Regions from separate parts of the Zea mays genome. Here all the other regions are linked to region 1. A link is a contact called in public Hi-C data. All regions are on one chromosome and are shown on one strand. The core of a region is the stretch at or near the end of the contact, and the rest is flanking DNA. Distances in the headings are between cores, read along the strand shown. Region 1 holds the start of LOC100281998 (protease inhibitor/seed storage/LTP family protein). Region 2 holds the start of LOC100381835. Region 3 holds the start of LOC100282135 (plastid-specific 30S ribosomal protein 3). Region 4 holds the start of LOC100126364 (zein protein-body ER membrane protein).

The links. A called contact is a pair of places that touch in the nucleus more often than the background predicts.
Region 2: a Hi-C map of ear shows a contact between it and region 1, with 2.8 times the contacts expected there. The contact joins the promoter of LOC100381835 here to the promoter of LOC100281998 in region 1. A contact is called at or near these places in 4 of 25 Hi-C or Micro-C datasets (bundle sheath, ear, endosperm and 1 more).
Region 3: a contact with region 1 is called in a Hi-C map of tassel, with 2.1 times the contacts expected there. The contact joins the promoter of LOC100282135 here to the promoter of LOC100281998 in region 1. A contact is called at or near these places in 2 of 25 Hi-C or Micro-C datasets (ear and tassel).
Region 4: a Hi-C map of ear shows a contact between it and region 1, with 2.4 times the contacts expected there. The contact joins the promoter of LOC100126364 here to the promoter of LOC100281998 in region 1. A contact is called at or near these places in 9 of 25 Hi-C or Micro-C datasets (bundle sheath, ear, leaf and 4 more).

Annotation. Positions count from the first base shown.
Region 1 is chr2:43,273,806-43,278,695 of Zm-B73-REFERENCE-NAM-5.0, forward strand. LOC100281998 (protease inhibitor/seed storage/LTP family protein) reads right to left here and starts at 2,365. Exons shown (of 2, transcript NM_001165449.1): 1 at 1,977-2,365; 2 at 1,423-1,862. The coding sequence starts at 2,349. The coding sequence ends at 1,588. It overlaps LOC100382921, which reads left to right. Exons shown (of 5, transcript NM_001361689.1): 1 at 1-196; 2 at 339-432; 3 at 549-586; 4 at 697-832; 5 at 918-1,403. The coding sequence ends at 1,327.
Region 2 is chr2:42,783,155-42,788,044 of Zm-B73-REFERENCE-NAM-5.0, forward strand. It overlaps LOC100381835, which reads right to left and starts at 2,420. Exons shown (of 4, transcript NM_001174627.1): 1 at 2,256-2,420; 2 at 272-756. The coding sequence starts at 313.
Region 3 is chr2:43,565,601-43,570,490 of Zm-B73-REFERENCE-NAM-5.0, forward strand. It overlaps LOC100282135 (plastid-specific 30S ribosomal protein 3), which reads right to left and starts at 1,909. Exons shown (of 2, transcript NR_178001.1): 1 at 1,577-1,909; 2 at 213-748. LOC103646361 (P-type R2R3 Myb protein) reads right to left here. Exons shown (of 3, transcript XM_023301609.1): 2 at 4,791-4,890; 3 at 2,566-3,914. The coding sequence ends at 2,918.
Region 4 is chr2:43,006,710-43,011,599 of Zm-B73-REFERENCE-NAM-5.0, forward strand. LOC100126364 (zein protein-body ER membrane protein) reads right to left here and starts at 2,540. Exons shown (of 1, transcript NM_001112594.2): 1 at 1,037-2,540. The coding sequence starts at 2,238. The coding sequence ends at 1,330.

The DNA of each region.
Region 1 (4,890 bases), core at 1,115-3,614:
CTTGCCCTTCGTCTTGTGCGTCGAGCAGCGCGTGGGGCCCTCGGCGCGCGCGCGCGCGCCGTTCGCGGCCAAGCGCGGCGGCGGCGGCGAGGTATCCGCGGAAGCTCCAGACGGCACGCGCGCGCTGCTCCAGGCGGCGCTCTGGGGCGCCGAGGCTGCCTATATACTCTGGCTCTTCCTTCTGCCTTACGCCCCGGTCAGTAAGTCCGTACCCGTTTCAGCGTGCATTTGCGTTCCAAATTATGAGCTCAAACGCTGTCATCATCGTGTCCCGAGAGACACTTCCGGCAGGAAGAAAAAAGATAGAGTCTGTAGCTTCCATCTCCATCTTCGTGCAGGGCGACCCGGTCTGGGCAATCTCGCAGGCTACCATCAGCGACCTCATCGGCCTATCACTCAACTTCTTCTTCGTCCTGCCGCTGCTCAACTCAGGTACGCTGAAACCCAGCAAGTTCCTTATGCCCAAGCCCAATGGTTTTTTTTCTCTCTCTCTCTCCCAAAGTTATTGTGGGCGTGACTCTGTTGGTGAGTTTTCCTGGGCAGTGTAGTTGGCGTTCACCTGCTCGAATCGCCTCTACTTCACCCTGTAAGCAGCCGACTACTCACGCTTGTTGCGACACAGCAGTGCAGTTGCGCACGCATTTCGTGCCCTGAGACTGTTATAATAAATTGTATACGCCTGCTTTGCCGCCCCAGATGGCAGAAGGATTGTTCAACTTGGTGCTCGCTTGGACGCTGCTTTTTGCGCCACTCCTCTTCACGGATTGTAGGAGGGACCGCTACAAGGGATCGCTCGATGTCCTGTGGGGCTTTCAGATGTTCCTCACAAACAGTATGATCTCTTTGGAAAACACTAAAAAAACTCGCTGTTCATGGATAGGAGGTTGCCTAACAGCATTTCGCTGTCATCTCTCCAGCTTTCTTGATACCTTACATGGCGATCCGACTGAACGGTCCGGAAGCGGACCGGTCTCCGCCACGAAGATCACAGCTGGGTTCAGTCATGGTCAACGGCGCGCCGGCTGTGGGCGCGGTCGGCGGCCTCGTCTGCGTTCTCTCGATCGTTTGGGCGTTCTCTGGCCGCGGAGATTCTGGTTTCGGAGGCATTGCGGAACGGTGGCAGTATCTGCAGAGCTACCTGTTCTCGGAGCGGCTTGCTTACGCGTTTCTCTGGGATATGTTTCTGTACTCCGTATTCCAGCCGTGGCTGATCGGGGACAATCTTCGGAACGTGAAGGCGGATGCTGCTGGGCTTGTGAGTGTGGTGCGGTTCGTCCCCGTTGTGGGTTTAGTTGCCTACCTTCTTTGCTTAGAGGAAGAGGATTAGCTGTTAACTGTGTTTTTTTATATATTTTTTGTGATCATTTGGATCGTTGATCAGTGTGCAGTTGAGTGGATTATGTACTTGGTGGCAGTGAGTTTGCAACTGAAAACACAAATCTTGTAGCCGAACAAGAACAACCGGGATGGACATACAGTATTTTTTTTCCTGGGCGGCTAGTCTCTCTAGGAAACAAGCCCATCAGAAAAGCAACTAATTTTCTCTAAGACATAATTCTAACTGCCTGACGAATGCCGCTCAATTCTTCAGAAAGCTAGGACTGACACCAATGCCACGAAACCAAGAGTGACAGAGAAGCCGTGAGCTATCATCTTGGACCCCCGGCTGTATCGCGGCGGCGTCTGGCTGCTCACCGACGGTGACGGTATCATACGTGGTGTCGTCGGCGTTGGCGTCGCTGGCGTGGTGAGGGTCGCTGGAGCACTGGAGTTGGCGCTTGCGTGTGGAGTGACCGCCGCCGCGGGCGGCGGCGGCGGCGGTGGCAGCGGCGGTGATGGTCCATGGGGAAGAAGACCGGCAACTGCAAGAGGGCTCATCATCAAACACAACTTCAGTGAGTGCCAAATCCCTGGCACGAGAAGGGGAGGCGAAATATCCGTGCACGTAATGGAGATCGCGTGCGTACGAGTATTACCTGCGCAGGCGCCGGTGGCGGGCGGGAGGTCGAGGCGGCAGAGCCGAGGCATGGCCATCACGCGCGTCATGTTGACGGCGACGGGGGCCGTGCTGGGGTTGCTGAGAGCCTGGCAGAGGCACTGCGGCTCGTCGTGCACCATGCTGCCAAGGTTGGCGCAGCAGGTGTCCGCCGGCACGGTGGCGGTGCCCTCGATGAAGGGCAGGCAGGGGAGGAGGCGGAGGAGGTCAGTGCTGCAGGTGGACGACGTGCCGGCCTGGGGCGGCACCGCATGGACGGCAGCGACGGAAGCCAGCAGCAGCAGCAGCGCGACGTAGAACGCAGGAGCCGACGCCATTGCTTCTCTCGCTAGCTGATCTTTTCTGCTCTGCATGGAAACTGGAGACAACTGTTTTCTTGATTTGCTCTTCTGGCGATTGGTTGCAGTGGATTTATAGCATCGGAGCAACGGCGATGCACGGTAATGGTGTGTGTTCCTGAGCTGGGAGCCTGGGACTGGGACCTCGCATCGCATGCATGGCGGGCTGGCGGCTGCTTGGCAGATTTGCGTGACGCCCTGCATGGAAGGCGGGAGCGTTCCGTGTGAGCCGCTGCGGCGTTAGTAGGATTCGCTCGCAGTCGTAGGTGTAGCAGGCTTTGCCAACGGGCAATGAAGCACAGGGATGGTGTGCTTCAGACCCTTCAGTTCAGTGCTTGTACGTCGCCGTGTCGTGCTCCATGTGCGTGCCATGTGAACTGCTGTCTATATTACCGGCTTGTTGAAACTGATAAATCATAAATGCAGATCACTCTGGCTGAATTCACTAGTTCATTTTTTATCTTCTAATCGGCTTCTATTTCAAACTCTACTTTATATATTTTATATACAGTATAAGTATAGTTTGTCTATAATATTTTGTAGGCTCTATTAACCTCAACCTGTCAACCACAATCTGTAAGCAAAAAGTTTCATATAATAAACTAGGACATATTTGATACATACGTCTAATTACATTCAGAGCTAAAAACAGTCTAAATTAGTTATAGTTGGTGAGTTAGTTAACTAATAACTAGTTAAAAATTTATATAAAATTAGTCTACCTATTTACCCTTCTATCTGGATACACTAAAAGTAATTTTTAGCTAACTAGTAATTGGTCCTTTATCAAACAGACCCTGGATAACGAAATGAGCAAATATGCAAATAAATTTTAGCAATAAGTAAATGGTAACCAAACTTTGCAAGGTTAAGGGTATTTTTAATTGGGCTTTTGGAAGCTATTTTTACTTTCAAAAATCAAAAGCAAAAATATGATGACGAGCGGAAGCTACATTTTTTTAGAAGCAACTACTTTGAATAATCAGATCGTGCTTTTGGCTTTTGACTTTCTGTTTTTAAAATAGTGAAAATAGGGATCTGTAAATCTGTTTCACAGTCATTTTAAGAAAAATAGAGATAGGAGATAGTTTTATACTTCTTTAAATCAAATAGCTTATAATCTTTTTCACAACACATAACCTGCAATAGTTTTTTTTACAGTCCATTATTCATAACAGCTTTTTGATAAACCACAATCCAACCAAACACACGGGAATTTTGGCCCTCCGTAATGAATTACTCTCAAAACTCTAAGTTCCCTCCTTATTGTTTGGTTCCGAGCGTCAAAACGTATCTTCGACTTCTATCAACTATTGTATAAATTCATTTTACCTCCTTCAATTAGAAGCCGATTTTAAAAAATTAACTATTGAAACCATCCAATTCATTTTTCTGAGTGGTTTTGATAATGGTTTTGATATATGTGGTGTTGACTCAACCACTAGTGAGGTAAATCAAACTTTTTGCAATAGTTGAACAAGGTAATTATACTTTAAAAAATTTAGATTTTTACAATAAACTTAAAATATTTTAACAAATATGTTTTTTAAATACACAAATATATTATAGAAGAATATTTAGATATTATTTTAAAAATATTTCTACGAAATTTTTAGGAGCATTTTTAAATATGAAATTGGTTTCATATTTTTTGAGTTGGAACAATTCTTTTATGATTATCCTAATAATAAATCGAATTTTAGTATTTTGGAATACATATCAATCCTAGGATATTATCTTGATAACCTATTTTTTTTAAAAAAAACTTCTACAAACTTACAAAACATGTTTCATATTGTCTGAGTTGACACAAGATTCCTGGAATTTTCTAATACTAGATCACATTTTAGTATTCTAGATGCTTGCTTATTCCAAAATAAAATATTTAGATAGTTTTATAAAATTATGTCTATAAATATTTTGTAAAGTCTAGTTGACCTTATAAAATATCATGAAAGTTCGATTTATTTCTCTTGTAGCCAACTTGACGTCTTATAGGAGGGGTGATATGGTGTCTCTGAAAACTGGTCAGGGGTGAATTCTAAGGTTTCAATAGTTAAATTCCAAAACCCCCGTTTCAAAATAAAAAGATGTAAATCGAATTTATGCCATAAATAAAAGGGGTCAAATAGATTTATTGATCAGGAAATACGCCAACAACCTGGGTGGCTTTGGGCCGGGGTAGGCGGCCCACGCGACCGAAGAGAGGGGGAGAGGAGCTGGGCTGGGGTAAGGGAGGTGGCCCGCAAGCTGGGTGATGTTTTTTTTTCTTTTTCCTATTCCCTTATCAGTTTTAAATTTCAAATCTGATTCAAAATCCAATTTCAGAATTTAAATTCAAATTTACATTCATCAATAAAGAAAACATGCTCCAGCATGCATTGCATATTAAAATAAATTTTATAATCTTCAATCTATTTAATTTTGGAAAGTATATTAAATGCATAATCATAATCCATATAAATATCATTAGATTTGAATAACCCTTTGAGAACCTTTATCTAAAATAAGATTTTTGGGTGTTACATTTTCATGGAGTTTTTCATGAAAGGGGGA
Region 2 (4,890 bases), core at 1,170-3,669, 490 kb before region 1:
TCTTCTAGATCCTGCACCGGGAGAGGGCGAATAAGGTTTTTGGGAAGCGTCTTCACGCGACTGCTCGTGATCTTCTGACATCGTCGACCCAGCTGATCCTGGCGCGCGCCAACAATCAGTAAGTCTAATCAGTACGCATCATCTGATTTGGCTTTTATTTCAGTTCTTCTGATTTGGTCATGATTTATATTCGGAATTTAATTTGGAATTTGTCTAATTATTCAACAAGTTGCATATCTATGTGGTAAGAGTAGAAGAACTAAGCCCTCACCTCGATAATCTCATCCCAGATTTCATCTGTTGTTCTAAACATGGACGCACTCTGGTCCCATGAGACACCATCACGTTGGAGGATAGATTTTATCGACCTATAGTCTTTCTTCAATTGAGTCTCATGCAGTGTTCTTAAGGCGTCGCTAGGCGGCGCCTAGGCGTCCAGGCGCCCGGGCAAAACTGGTCGCCTTGCTCGCCATACCCGCCTAGGCGCCGCCTAGGCGCTAAGGCGGTTTTCTGGTTTACTTGCTCGCCTAGGCGCCTTAAGAACACTGGTCTCATGTTCCTGGATTTGCATTTTACTAAACTTTGCTTCAAGGTACCGTACATTGAAATCCCTAACAATTTTCCTCCACCCCTCTGTTCTCCAACCGTTTTGGGTACGATAATGTGAAGTGTTGTTCTCATGAAGTATATCAACAAGACCCTTTTCGTACTTCATCATCCATCTTGGCCTATTTGCCATTTAATCCTGCAATAGGCCTATAAAGAAAACTGCGATAGGTCAGAAAAAACATCTATTGTATTTCTCTGACAAGCCATGAGGGGCTAAAACTAAATGGACAAAATGTTAAAGGCAAAGAAAAGACCCAGCTTCCATTCAGTACTGAAATTATAACGCAAGCACAGTTCAACCATAACACTTCTATATCAAGTCAATGACGGTTACATGTCATTCTTGTTGGAATAAGTCACTATTGGTACCAGGACAGCTAACATATAAACCAGAACGTAACAGTAGCACCCTAAAAGTGAAGGAAGCATGGCTGCATGGGTGCATGACAGAGTGCGATGTTAACATATCTTTCCGTGCCATACATTATCATACTGTGAACAAAAATGTACAAAAGAAAATTCAACTGATGTCTCATCCAAAACCTACTAACATTCTAGACCATACATTTAGCATTGCATGCATGATGCTATGGAAAAATAAACCTAAAACGATATTTTTTTTCCTAAAGATACATTTAGAATCTTAATGTGAAACCAGCCGCTCTTATTGGTGATCTACAAGAACAAGTGTATCTTCAACAAACAGTGTGTTTGATGAAAGAAGGCCAAGTACATAAGCTGGTATAGACTTAGAAAAAATCTTACTGACTTTGCCAAGCACCGAGAGCATGGTTTTTCGACGTGTATTTAGCAAACTCTGGCTTTGAGAAAATGCCAACTAGGATTGCTGCATATAGGATATGCAAAGGGATCGAGATTTCCATTTGGGAGTTCAACTTGATGACATGATCGTCACAGGTACTAGCACTGTGTACTGCTAAGATAAAAGCTTCAACAACAGGTGATGCAGAAAAGTGTATAGATGTTTCTTCTCCAATTTATTTTATAGGGAAATTGGAAATGGAGCTACAAGCCTATTCGCTTGCACGCTTGCACTGCTTGCATAGCAGTTATTGCCTTTGGGGCTAGCTTCAACCCATACAAAGATTTTAATAATTTACCCACCTTGTCCTCTTATCCAGTTATTACAAATTCTATCGATATAGATTTTCCCGTCTAACTTTCGAAAAGCTGTATGAGAAGTATTGCTGTTTGCAAGACAGAAATTCAGACCACAGGGAATAAATTCGAGCAGCATAGCTACATAGGCAAGGCATTGGAAGCGTCGAAGCACAAATCTTATACTACACCTGCTACTGAACAGCAACAGAGGGAGATCCGCATGAACACACTCTCCCAGTTCATAAGCCCGAGACGAAATTAATCGAACAAGTTGTATATGGCACGACCGCACAAACAAAACCACATCCAGCAACCACTGCTTCGACATCACCAACGAGCGCGGAGCGAGACACCGCCTCGACGGCAGACGCTTATCAGCATCCCCGCGTCGAATCCGGAAACTCACCGGATCGAGTCGCACACGCACTAAGCCACGTGAACCCCGGCGGATTCAAACCCGCCCGGAAGGCACCTAAACGGCGAAGAGCAGGGACAAGACAAAGGTGGGAGCAGGTTGTAGTTACCTCCGCGCTGAGCCCGCAGAAACCAGAAGAAGCCACACTGCCACAGCACCGCTGTGGCGGGGCCGCGAGCCGCCGGTCGCCTCGAGCTCAACGGCGTCGATGCCTCCGTGCCGCGGCTCCCGAGCGCTGCTCCGGCCCGTAGGCCGTAAGGCACCCCCACGGTTGGGTTGGTGGCGGAACCCGGCTGTTCGGTATACCCGTGATCTGTCCCCACTCTCCAGCCAAACGGGATGCTAATCACATCCAACTAAGGTCTTGTTCGTTTGTTTAGTATTGATGGATCGACATGATTCCTAATTAGATTGTTTCTCTAATTTATATAAACTTTGATTAGTTGGAACGATTCTGGGTTAAATCCGACATAAACGAATAAGGCCTAAACATGAGGTGCCTGACGTGCTTGGAATTGGTTGTTTCTGTTTGGGAAGGAGAAATCCAAATTGAAGCCACGGGAAAAATACTAGGAATGAGGGAAAAATACTAGGAACCAGATAATTGTATTCATATAGTGAAAGTTAGGCTATGGACTGAAAATAACCTAACTTTCACTAAAAGAATACAACTGCATAGGGTGAAAAGTATGGTGCTGCTACATGAATACATGATACACTGTCAACAATATATAATGCTATACTTATATGTTTTAACTATTTAACTAGTGTGATGTTGTGTCTATAAGAATGGATTGAAACATTCGGACTACTCCAGCTGCAATCTATAGAGACAAAACACTATATATAAACAATAGAAGTCGTTTCGGATTAAAGTCAAGCGAACAATTTGATCATCTTTTTATGCCACGACCTAAGATATCTTGCCAAAGTAAGATTTCTTTTTCTCCTTCCTATTAAATACCTTGTCACATCGACAAAAAAATTATATGTCATCTTATTAATGAGTATGATACTACTCATTAGGAATATCATTATCATGCATATCATATAAGGAGGTTTGAAATAGAGACAAAACACATAAACAATAGAAGTCGTTTCGGATTAAAGCCAAACGAACAATTTGATCATCTTTTTATGCCACAACCTAAGATATCTTGCCAAAGTAAGTTTTCTTTTCTCCTTCCTATTAAATACCTTGTCACATCAACAAAAAAAATTATATGTCATCTTATTAATGAGTATGATACTACTCATTAGGAATATCATCTTAGGAATATCATTATCGTGCATATCATATAAGGAGGTTTGAAATAGAGACAAAACACTATATAAACAATAGAAGTCGTTTTGGATTAAAGCCAAGCGAACAATTTGATCATCTTTTTATGCCACAACCTAAGATATCTTGCCAAAGTAAGATTTCTTTTCTCCTTCCTATTAAATACCTTGTCACATCAACAAAAAAAATTATATGTCATCTTATTAATGAGTATGATACTACTCATTAGGAATATCATTATCGTGCATATCATATAAGGAGGTTTGAAACTATGATGAAATAGTCTCACACAATGCATAGTGTCATCTGGTCTCAAAGGCAAACGATTCAACCAGTCGACGTGGTCATTACCGATTGTGTTGGAATCAGGTTCGTTGGTACTGATTAGTCGGTATTAACCATCACATTGAAGCCCGTGAAATTACTGGCTAGGTGTGGTTTGTACCGATCGTCTGTTGCTAATATGACGTCTCGAGATTGGATGACACCATTTTATCGGATTAAATATTAAAAAAAATAAAAATTTGTAGAATCCACCCTATAAAATGGAATTTGTAGGTGGGGTGCTTGGGTTCATTCACACCCCACCCTCCTATTCACAAGCATTGCCCTCCATTTGTCGCCTTCCGCTGTTTGTTTCACTATGGATCCAAGGTGTGGTGCTAACTTTTCACATACTCGATCAACCTCTGTAACTTCCTAAGGTCCTTGCTGGTGCGGGACATGTCTTGTTCGACGATCTTTCTTTCATCCATCATCGACGAGAGAATGTTCCCTTTTGTCCCTGTCCTCTGACTCCGCAACCTCTATTTCCTTATTCATATCCTCCTCTATATCCACGTTGTGTCGATGCCCCTCCTCCCTTTCTGAAACTCCTATGACCGACGTTCCTCCTTCCACATAAACTCTTTCCATCAATACTCACACCATAGAATCATTCTAACTGTAGTTCAATAAGTAGTAACAAGAACATGTAAAAATTATCAGATCTCGTTGTTTGGGAAGGCTATATCAGACCTTGTCAACGTAAGGTATAAGGTATTGCAAGGATCCTAACGACTGCCTACAAAATTGGATGTTGTGGCCATTATTCATTGTATAAATGGTTCCCTTTTTACCAAATCAAATCCATTTTCAGTGTCTTTTCATGTAGAAGAGTCTGCTAGAAAGAATATTACGGTGATCTATGAGGATAATATTTTGCCTTTAGCCGTCTCATGCATATACTATCAAAGAACTTTAACAGGCACCATGCTTGCCTAACAAGAAGAGCTTAGTTGAGGAGGCTACGTCTAAAAAACATATATCACCTCTTAGGTAGCTTCGGTTCGGTAATTTTGTGTCCTAGGAAAGCCAATGGTTTTTCCTTCTTCCATGCTCATCTCCCCACCAAAAGCTTTTTATCATACAAGTGTCTAACGTGTGCGCTGTGGGTGGTGTTTTTTTAATCATATTAAAGTGT
Region 3 (4,890 bases), core at 659-3,158, 290 kb after region 1:
ATTCTCTTGCTTGTGAAGATATTATTCTTGCCCTTCGATTTTCTCAATGAACTTGAGTACAGTCAACTTATCTTTTTTGCTTAGATGTGTAAAGTATTGATTAAACTCATCATCATCATCACCACTCTTGTTGTGGAAAAAGCTATGTTGATTTTTGTTACCGAATCAGACAGCTGGTTTTTCGTCTGCTGTTAGAAAACAAAAAAATTGACTTGTAACCATACCGAAATGGATTTTATTTGTGTTTCTTGATTTTCCCAACAAAAAACCGACTGATACACGTAATAACTAAGATAAATCACAAGATCATTTCCATGTAAAAAAACCATACGTGAGAACAGATTCGACTGATCTACATTATGTACCATAACTTCAAAATTAACAACAGAGAGGGCATGTAAGGAAACCAATTAACCAACAAAACACAAGCTTGCAAGGTTGAAGAAAGAACAGGGTGGGGAGGAACTCATGTCGAGAGGCTCCCGCCACCCTGCTGCCAGAGGTTGATGATATCGGTGGCCTGGTTGAGAAGGATGATCATCTGCTTCTGTGAGATCCACTCTTTCTCTTCCAACTTCGCTCTAAGCTCCTCCCACGCGTCTTTTCGCGGCCAAAAGTAGTATGGGCTTAACGGGATGCTTCCATAGCCAGGAACCAATTGGTCGAGAGCTATGCCGATGTTCTTCTCCATCCAGATGAACTTGAGCACCAGCATCGGGTCCTGCCTCTCAGGTACCACCACCTTATTCTGCAATACAAGATTCCGGTAATCTCAGTTTTCATTCTGATGATGAAAAAAAATATCTCCATCCTAGTAAAGCTTAAGTGTGCGGTTTTATTGTTTTAACACAGCTCACATCACAAAAATAAGCAGGAAAAATCAAATGTTAAAGCTAGCGTTTCCTCTTTTTTTTTTTTTTTTTTTGCTTTGTGATGGTGCTACAATTGGTCTTTCAGCACCAAAACCCACTTCTTAGTATTCTTTCTAAAGACCAATTTTGATAAAATCGTAGACTCATTTTAGTTCAATATTAACAACTAAGTTTCGACAATGAAAACAAAAAACAATTATTATATACCATTCAGGAACCGATTTACAGGCACTCTCATTACATTCACATACACAACATCTGAGCGCATCAGAATATATATAGCTCCTTTCCAACAGCTATATGGCACAACAGCAAGGTCAGGTAAAGGCTATTTTTCAACATGTATAAATCATTGCCAGTGGAAGCTCGAGGCTTAGCAAGAACAGGCCCGAAAGGCACCCAGCTAACCTGAATTGTCCCTTCTATTAGTTGTGACCAACAAATTCATGGTAAACATAAGCTAGCCAAAGGCAATTGGTGTCACACTGAATGTTGACCCAATTAATCAATTCTAGAGCAAAAATTGATGAATCAGGGCCCGATTCATTAGGATTGAGTTCTACTGAGCATATGGTGTACTTAGAGAGACCAGGGTGGCAAGGAAACATGATCATTTTAAATTTTAACAGCATAATTTCCAGTTGTACAGACATCGGCTGAGCCGGTTAAGTTGCTCGAATCCTATGGGTTCGAAAGTCCATTACCTCCGCCTCCTCCTAGTCGACCGCATCCACACCTGCACCTAGTTGTACCTCTTCTTCCTCTGCAGCGGCGGCAGCGGCAGCGGCGACGACGCTGCGGACAGAGCGAAGTGGCAGCCTCCTGCTCTTGAAACTGACGATGCGAGAGCAGGGCGAGGACGAGGTGGCGGCCAGAGAGGTGGAAGGCCTGGGCGGGGAGACGCGGGCGCGCGGCGACAGGGACGGCGTGCTCGTGGGGTGGACGGCCATTGGGAGCATGGTGTCGAGCCAACGTTCTTCCTCCGCGGATAAGAGGAACAACAAACTTGTGCCGGGAATCCTTGCCCTTTTCATCTTCCCGACTGAGCTGGGAAGAAACCGAGTGGGCTGGATAATATTTGGACCAGGCCTCTCATAGTGTCATGGGCTTGGCCTGTTTGAAGAGGAGGCGCAACATGTTGCAACAGCAACAGCTCCCATCGACGGCGCAAGTACTCTTATGCACTGTTTGCAGATACAAAGACCAATATACAGTGCGTAGTACGTACACTATCAGTAGTATAATGCCACGATATACAACCCTGAACAGTTGGATTCTAAGGTGCTGTTTGGTTTGTGTTTTTTAACATGATCTGATTGCAGCAGTATCTGATTATGTTACCTCGTGTTCGTTCAACAACGGCCCGTAATGAACAGCGGTGGTATCTTATACGAGCTGTGGAATGCAGATCCCCTTGCTCTCTCCCTCCTCTCCTGCGACTTGCGACTCCTTTCTTGTGAGACTATGACTGATTGTTGTCGTGTGTTGTTTTTCCATTTCATGTATGTGTTACATGTGGTACTGCCTAAACAGCATAAAGGGAATGAAAAACATTATCAAGTATATCCAAACAATTAGCGCTTTTCATTCCCATGGTAACAGATATCAGTGTATTTATTTACATTAACATTACCATTACAAGCGCTCAACTAAACGGCACCTAAGTTAATTATATGGGATCAGACGAGGAACGTAAAAAAAAAGATTTTTTTCCCATTTCGATTAGCTCCACCTCACTGCTGCAGTATACTACTGATGAAAATGGTTATCGAATTACATACAGAGCGAAGACGAGACGCTCTGATCACTGTTCTTCAGTCTACAAGAAGCTTTGGCAACTGATGAACGAGTAGTAGACTCTAAATTCGGTACAACCATTTTCTTCCTCGCATGTTTAATCAGGGTGCTGTCAGATTTAACACGAGAACGCGATTTAACCATCAACATTAGTAGTTCGATCTTATTGTTCCGAAATAGCTAGCTATTTACTGTGTCATTTGAACGGCCACATGCCGGCGGACATGCATGTGTCCAGGGCTCACGAGTCAGCAGAACTCCATCGCCGGAGAGTACGCCTCGGGCGCGGGCACAGGCACAGCGACTGACGTCGAGAACGAGGCCGACGACGAGTACGCCTCGGGCGCGGGCATCGCGATGACCGACGTCTGCTGCAGCGACGTCGATGACGAGTACGCCTCGACCGTGGGCATCGCCACCGGTGTCTGCAGCGGCGCCGATGACGGGTACGCTACGAGCGCGGGCATAGCCACCGACGTGTGCAGCGACGCCGAGGACGGGTACGCTGGCTCGGGAGCGGGCACTGCCACGGATGTCGTCGGCAACGACGACGAGTTCACCAGGTTCATTATGCTGTCCCAGTAGCTCTTCTCCTCCTCCGTCTCGTGCAGGCCGGCGTCCGCCTCGTCGTCCCTCGTCGTCGTCGCCGGCGCCGGCCTCAGATCATGCTGGCTCAAGGAGCCGTCGAGAAGCAGGCCCGTGAACCCCGCCGCGGCGAAGCCTGCGTCGGCGACATCGACGACGTGATCGCCCCACTGCTGCTGCTCGTGCTCCTTGCACGCCTCCTCGTACGCCTGCATGGGCTGCATGGCGGCGCGCGCGGCCGCGGCCGCCGCCGCCGCGGCGCCGTGCGCCTCCTGCAGGACCGAGGCGAGCGCGGCGCTCTCGGAGAAGCTCAACGTGGACGTGGGCGAGTCGAGCCGGTGCGCGGCGGCGGCGGGCATCTGCGGCGGCGCCGAGGCGGAGGCCGCGAGCGCGCGCAGCCTGGCCTCGCGCGCCAGGCGCGCCTCGGCCTCGAGCCTGGCGCTCTCCCACTGCGCCGTGTGGCTGAGGTGCGCCGCGGCCTTGGCGTGCTGCGCGCCCGCGGCGCCTCCCCCGCCGCCCGTCCCCAGCGCGTCGGAGCGCGGCTTGTGCGTGACCGGGTCGATGCCCATCTTGGCCAGCCGCTTCTTGAGGTGCGTGTTCCAGTAGTTCTTGATCTCGTTGTCGGTGCGTTTCGGGAGGTGCGTCGCGATCGCCGACCACCTGCATGCATTGCACGCACGGCGGACGCGCGCCATGAGCCCATGAGGGGAAAACAATTATCAGCGATCGCGTTGACAAATCTACAACGGCAGCAGCGTAAAAAAAAACACCGCGGGCGCGGGCGCGGGCGTGGGCGTGCGAGAGCTAGTATACGAGTGCTCAAGTGGTGCAGACACGATGCAGAAGTGACAGAGCGAGTATATGAGTCAAAACGGCAAGAGAGCAGGTGGCTACAGTGGACCAAAGGCCCACAGCGACGGGGGCCGGGCTCCTCATTGAATGGCAGGCTTGAATGCCGAATCATTCGTGGGAAAAAAAGAAGGGGAAATTCGGGGAAGAGCCTCCCGTGGCCCAGCTCTCTCACGCTTTTTCCCGAGATGATGCCTACTATGCATTGAGGGATCAATTCACACAAGCTCAGCTCAGCAGTAGTAGGTGTTGGGCAGGCAATGCAGTATACTACTCCACACTACTCTGCTAAGGTTCAAATTTTCCAGTTACTAGTAAACGCTAGTCGCCAAAATGTATCGTTGGTTTGGTTCATGTAAACCCGCTGCGAGAAACATGCGTACTACACGGTGAATAGAGCGCACTCCGAGAAAAATGCTTGGAAATGTTCCCCATCTCGTGGTGTTCCTGGCCTAGGTACCCGTCCATCATAAATGTGCAAGACAAGGGTGCGGGACGGATGCTAGGTGAGGTGAGTTCTTGACCTGCCGGCCGGGCAGCGCCGCTCGAGCTACTACTACCAGTCAAAATTCGTGCGACGACGATCAACTGAATTCCGGGGTGCAGGGTACGTAGTGGGCGGTGCTATGACAGTACTCCATGCATCCATCAAGGCATCATCAAGGAATGATCGGTTCGAGCGCTCACCTGTTGCCGAGCAGAGCGTGGAGCTGGATGATGGTCTGCTCCTCCTGCAGGCTGAACTTGCCCCGCTTGATGTCCGGCCGGAGGTAGTTCGTCCACCGGA
Region 4 (4,890 bases), core at 1,290-3,789, 270 kb before region 1:
TGAATAAGAGATATTTAATCCCCTTCAATCCCTCTGTATCCACTCGTAACAGAACAAGCTATAATACCGCTCAATTCGAGAGATTGCTTCAAAGATTTCACAAATAAAATGAAGAGTTTCACTAGGCAATAGAAGCAGAATATTTGCGCTACCTAGGAAACAAGACTGTACAACTCGCAGTAATCCAAAACTAAAAAGTAACATCCCAACTGAAACTACTTGCAATGCAAGCTGGTAGCATGGAAAAGTATTGCTCAGTCTAAATTGGTTTCCGAGGTATGTTCAATGGCCGTAGTTGCAGCACAAATATAGGGCAAATCAGCATGGGTGTTCATCCCAATTGGGATCCTCTTGAATCGAGCTGCTACTTTGCAAATCGGAACCAACCATCATTGAAGCTGATGCTCGTGTCCTCACTTGTGCAAGAAAGAAGGGCTAAGGGGCAGCAAAACCAAACATCAGAGAGTAAAATTACCCTAACTGGTAGTGCATAAGAGACAATCAGCATCTTCCTCACCGCATCGGGCTGGTATTCACCATAATCGTCATCTCCAATTCTCTATCACCAAATCGCTCTCCCTCCCACCTATCAAGCTGTTGCTCGTCTCCTGTGCTGTCCTTGAGCGACCTCTCAGTCTGTCGAGCCCAGCTGCTCTAACATGTAGAATTTACACATTTCTTTTCATTAGAACAACCAATGCAAAAGTAGTAACGATCTGTATGATCACTGAATTTCTGCTCAGATAATGTGGACTATATGATACACGAGCCATCGACTCTGAGGTGCTTGAAGATTGAGCACTAGATAGGAGAAATTGGAGTGTGGCCAACATTCAAATAGGATAAAAAAAGATAGATAATGCACATTTTGTAAGTTACTTTCAGCATATTAAAACCACATTGAAACAAATCGATCGCATTCCTACGGTTCATCATGCTTTGCACGAACACGGTATGACGGATATCAGACACCCCTAGTGCTGAAATCCAGCTTGTAATGTCAAAATATGTATCACACACAAGGTCACAGATAGATAGCAATGAACATTTGCAGATAAATAGCAATGAACATTTGCAAGGTAGAGCGATCAAGTACAGATGTTGTTCTTATTAGATAAGTACACAGGTAGTTTAAAAGAAGATGGTATATTTACAGGTGGATTTCAGATATTTCCCCTGAAGAGCTTTGCATGGTCAAGGAACATCCGAGTTTTCGTAACTTGGCATTCTCTGTTTGGTTACTAAGAGCTGATCAGAGGACGATGAACTCAAAGCAAACAACAGGGCCTTCCTCAGTGGTTCCATTCAACTCCAATAACCAAGAGCTAGCTACTTCTTATCTCTGTCATCCTCGCTTGTCTCCGACAAGGCTCGATCAGTTATGGCCTCTGGCTCCCAGCCTTGCATTCCAGACTTCATGATCACCCACTGAAGTGACTCGATCACCTGCCGGTCATACATCTGCTTCTGCTGCATCATCTCCTGGAATTGCCGCGCCTCCCTCTCCACCAGCGCCTTCTCGCTACGCAGGCACGCAATCTTGGACATGGCCTCGTCGGCTGCAGACGCTGCGGCATGCCTCTCCTTCTCCAGCTCCTCGAGCGCAACCTCCTTCAGCAGCATCTCCTCCTTGAGCCTCCTCCTCAGGTACTGCACACTGCCGTCATCTGGATCGCTGGTCTCTCCAGCATTGTCCTCTTCCTCCCCGTCAGCCTCCTGGTCGAACTCAGCAGCCAGCGACCTCGAGACCGGCTTGCTCGAGTCGACCGAGCGGGTGCGCTCCACGCCACGGCAGCCTCTCTTGAGGGCCCGAATCTTCGACCCGCACACGGCGCAGACGACTCCCCCGACGTGCAACGCCCGCACCGCGGAGTCCGTGCTGCCGACGCGCCCCTCCACGGCGGCGCAGCGCCTGGCGAGGCGCCAGACGCTGACGGCCAGGAAAAGAAGCGACGTTGCGAGGAGCAGGCGCTGGGCGCCGACCGATCCGGCCAGTTGGGCAGCCCACCGCGCGGCGGAGGGCCACTCTCTGCTTACCTCGGTCCACCGCGCCGCGGAGGCCCACTCTCCGCTGACCTCCGCCAACCCAGATGCGTGGAGCACCGCCACGACGCCGAGCCCGGAGCCGATAAGGAAGTACAGGGCGCCGGCGCCGGCGCTGGGTACGTAGGTAGGGGAGACGCCGTTGAGCGGCTTCAAGCAAGCGGCACCGGAAACGCCGTCATTATTGCCGCCCATTGTGACCAAGTTAGGGCAAAAACAGAACGAACACTCCGGAATTTGAACTGAAATAAATAAACGCAGGAAAGGATGCGAGCTTTGGGGGGCTCGTGCGGCGGTTCCGGTCGAATCGGTTGGAGGAGCTGGAAGAAATCTGGGGCCGTGTTGGTTCGTAGGACGGTGCCGGGAGCTGCAGCGGCGCGCAGCGGCACAGGAGTGGGCGAGCGGAAGCACCGCGAACGGCGTGGAGATATTGGAGGCGAAGCGCTTGGGAACAGGGAAGGCTTTGCTTTGGTAATCACTGGAATAGCTTGCCGTAGCGTAGGGTTCTGTTCTGTTGGAGCCTTTTGGTTTTGGAGATTTCTGTGGATAAGTTGTGGGCGGTGTCGCTGGCCTGTGGGCCTGATATTTCCCGTGGCCCGCGGGGCCCGAAACGTCGGCTCCGGAGAAAAGGATCGGACGACGTGGGTAGTCCGTAGTCGACAAGTCGTATCGTCCTCTCGATGCAAAGGAGTCTCATACTTGTGGTACTGCATGACAGATGGGACCACAATGGAGTATGGCCCTGTATGGGCCCAGTTGTATATGACGTGGAGCCCATGCCATAGCTACACAGATGGAGTACTTATCTATGGAATACGTGGGCATGCAGAAAGGCACGAGAAGATCCAAACGGCCGACGAAGTTTCTTCAGGGAAAAAAAAAACTTTATGGGTTTCCTTCACTTCTGGTCACTTGATATCGTATGGCTTGTGATCATTTGCGAAGGGACAAAGGCTCCGTTTCCGTGTAAAATATTTTTAAAATAATAAAGAAATACTGTGGTCTGGTATAATAATCGTTTTTTTTCAAAAGTTGTGACGTGTTTGTGTTTACAGATACAATAAATTTGGTAGCTTCTGAAGCCATGGTTTGTACTGTACCTTTTTTAGTTTTAGAAACTTCACTCATAAGTCCTTTTTTTAAAACCACAGTTTTGTTACAAGTTTGCTTATAAACTGCAGTTTTTGTGATATCACATCTTATAAAACCATGTCCATCAAATATATAGCCAAACTGACAATTAATCTAGCGTACACGGAGGTCTTCTGACGGCTTGGACTAGCAGGTGAAAGTCCCTGGAACTTACAACGTGAAATTCGACACAAGTTCTGCATTTTCGAAGGTAGCTTTTTCATGCTGTTTATGCGAGTTCTACGAATGCCACAAGCAAGTTTCCTTCCTTTGTACGGTGTCTTTTCTAAATTCTAAGGGGACTGCGGCAGCAATAACCAAAAAAAAGGCCATCTGAACTTTTTATTGCAAATGACATGAGTAACCTACATCAAAGCAAGGAAGCCCTATTGAATTTACAAAAGGGGTGAGAACTGAGAAGGCAGCGGGAAAAAGGGGAGACGCATGCACTAAAAAAACAGCTATTACAGAATACCAGTAAGAGCAACACATCAAATAAGAAATGAAATAATCCACGCCAAGAGCTTAAGTAGATTTTTCTTCATAGGGTAGTTGTTTTTTTTTCACAGTTCAAAGTACTTTACATAGGTTTTAAGATAGTTCACCATCCTGGAGATAAGGCTTGAGATAATCTTTTTAAGAAAACACCTAAAAATAAAGCTGCACGAAACCTACTTCTAAATGTGAACGTAAAGCCCACAGAGACTAAAAATCTCGACTTCTCGAGCCATTCTCCAGGCTTTTTGTCAGCCCATGAACTCTCACTTCTTTGGGGGGCCCAAGGAGTATATATATAGGATTCCACATTCCCTTGTGTGAGCAAATGTCTTCATTGGCCCAATAAAACATATGTGTTTCATGTGTCAAACATAAACACCTATAGAAATTCCACACCGATTGCACTTATGCAGAATTATATAAAAAATTATTATCAAGGTTTAAAAATACTCCATTGCATATGGTCATGGTTTGCATCGCACGACTTTAGTGATAGAATTAGATACGACTAGAATCATCAAATGTATCATGATTTGTTAGTTCATAACAAGAGTCAACAACAGCGATGGATTAACGTTAGTGCTACTCCAGTCGTACACATATGTCATACACGAACCATTTCTCCTGTAGGTAAATGCACTACTGCAAAAATGGTTGTAATCATGTCTACAGCTACGGGTGTTTAGTTTCTAGGAACTAATTTTTATTTCCTATGTTTTATTCTATTTTAATTCCTAAATTGCTAAATACGGAAACTAATATTTTGTTTTATTTGTTGTATTTAATAATTTAAGGACTAAATACAATGAAATATAGTGGCTAAAATTATTCCCTAAAAACTAAACATCTCCCTTACTTGACTTTAACTTCGATCCCAACAACCGTCTCTTCAACCAGTTACGCACACTAGGGTGTATTTGGTTGGACATACAATGATGGAAGGGAGTGACCATATTTTTATAGTGTTTGGATGAAAGTTACGCAGGAATGAGATAAACATCGGAGCATTTTTTGTGGCAACATCTATACTATACTTAAAGCACCAGTTTCAACGGTCGTCTCGCGCCATCTTATTACAAATAACCCCTCACAGCTATTTCAAATTAATCGTTGCACACCTATAGATGGCCAAACGACGGCCCGGCACGGGCCAGACGCCCGTGGGCCACAACTCTGGCCCAGGCACGTCATGCCGGTCTTCTGACTGTGCCGAGCCAG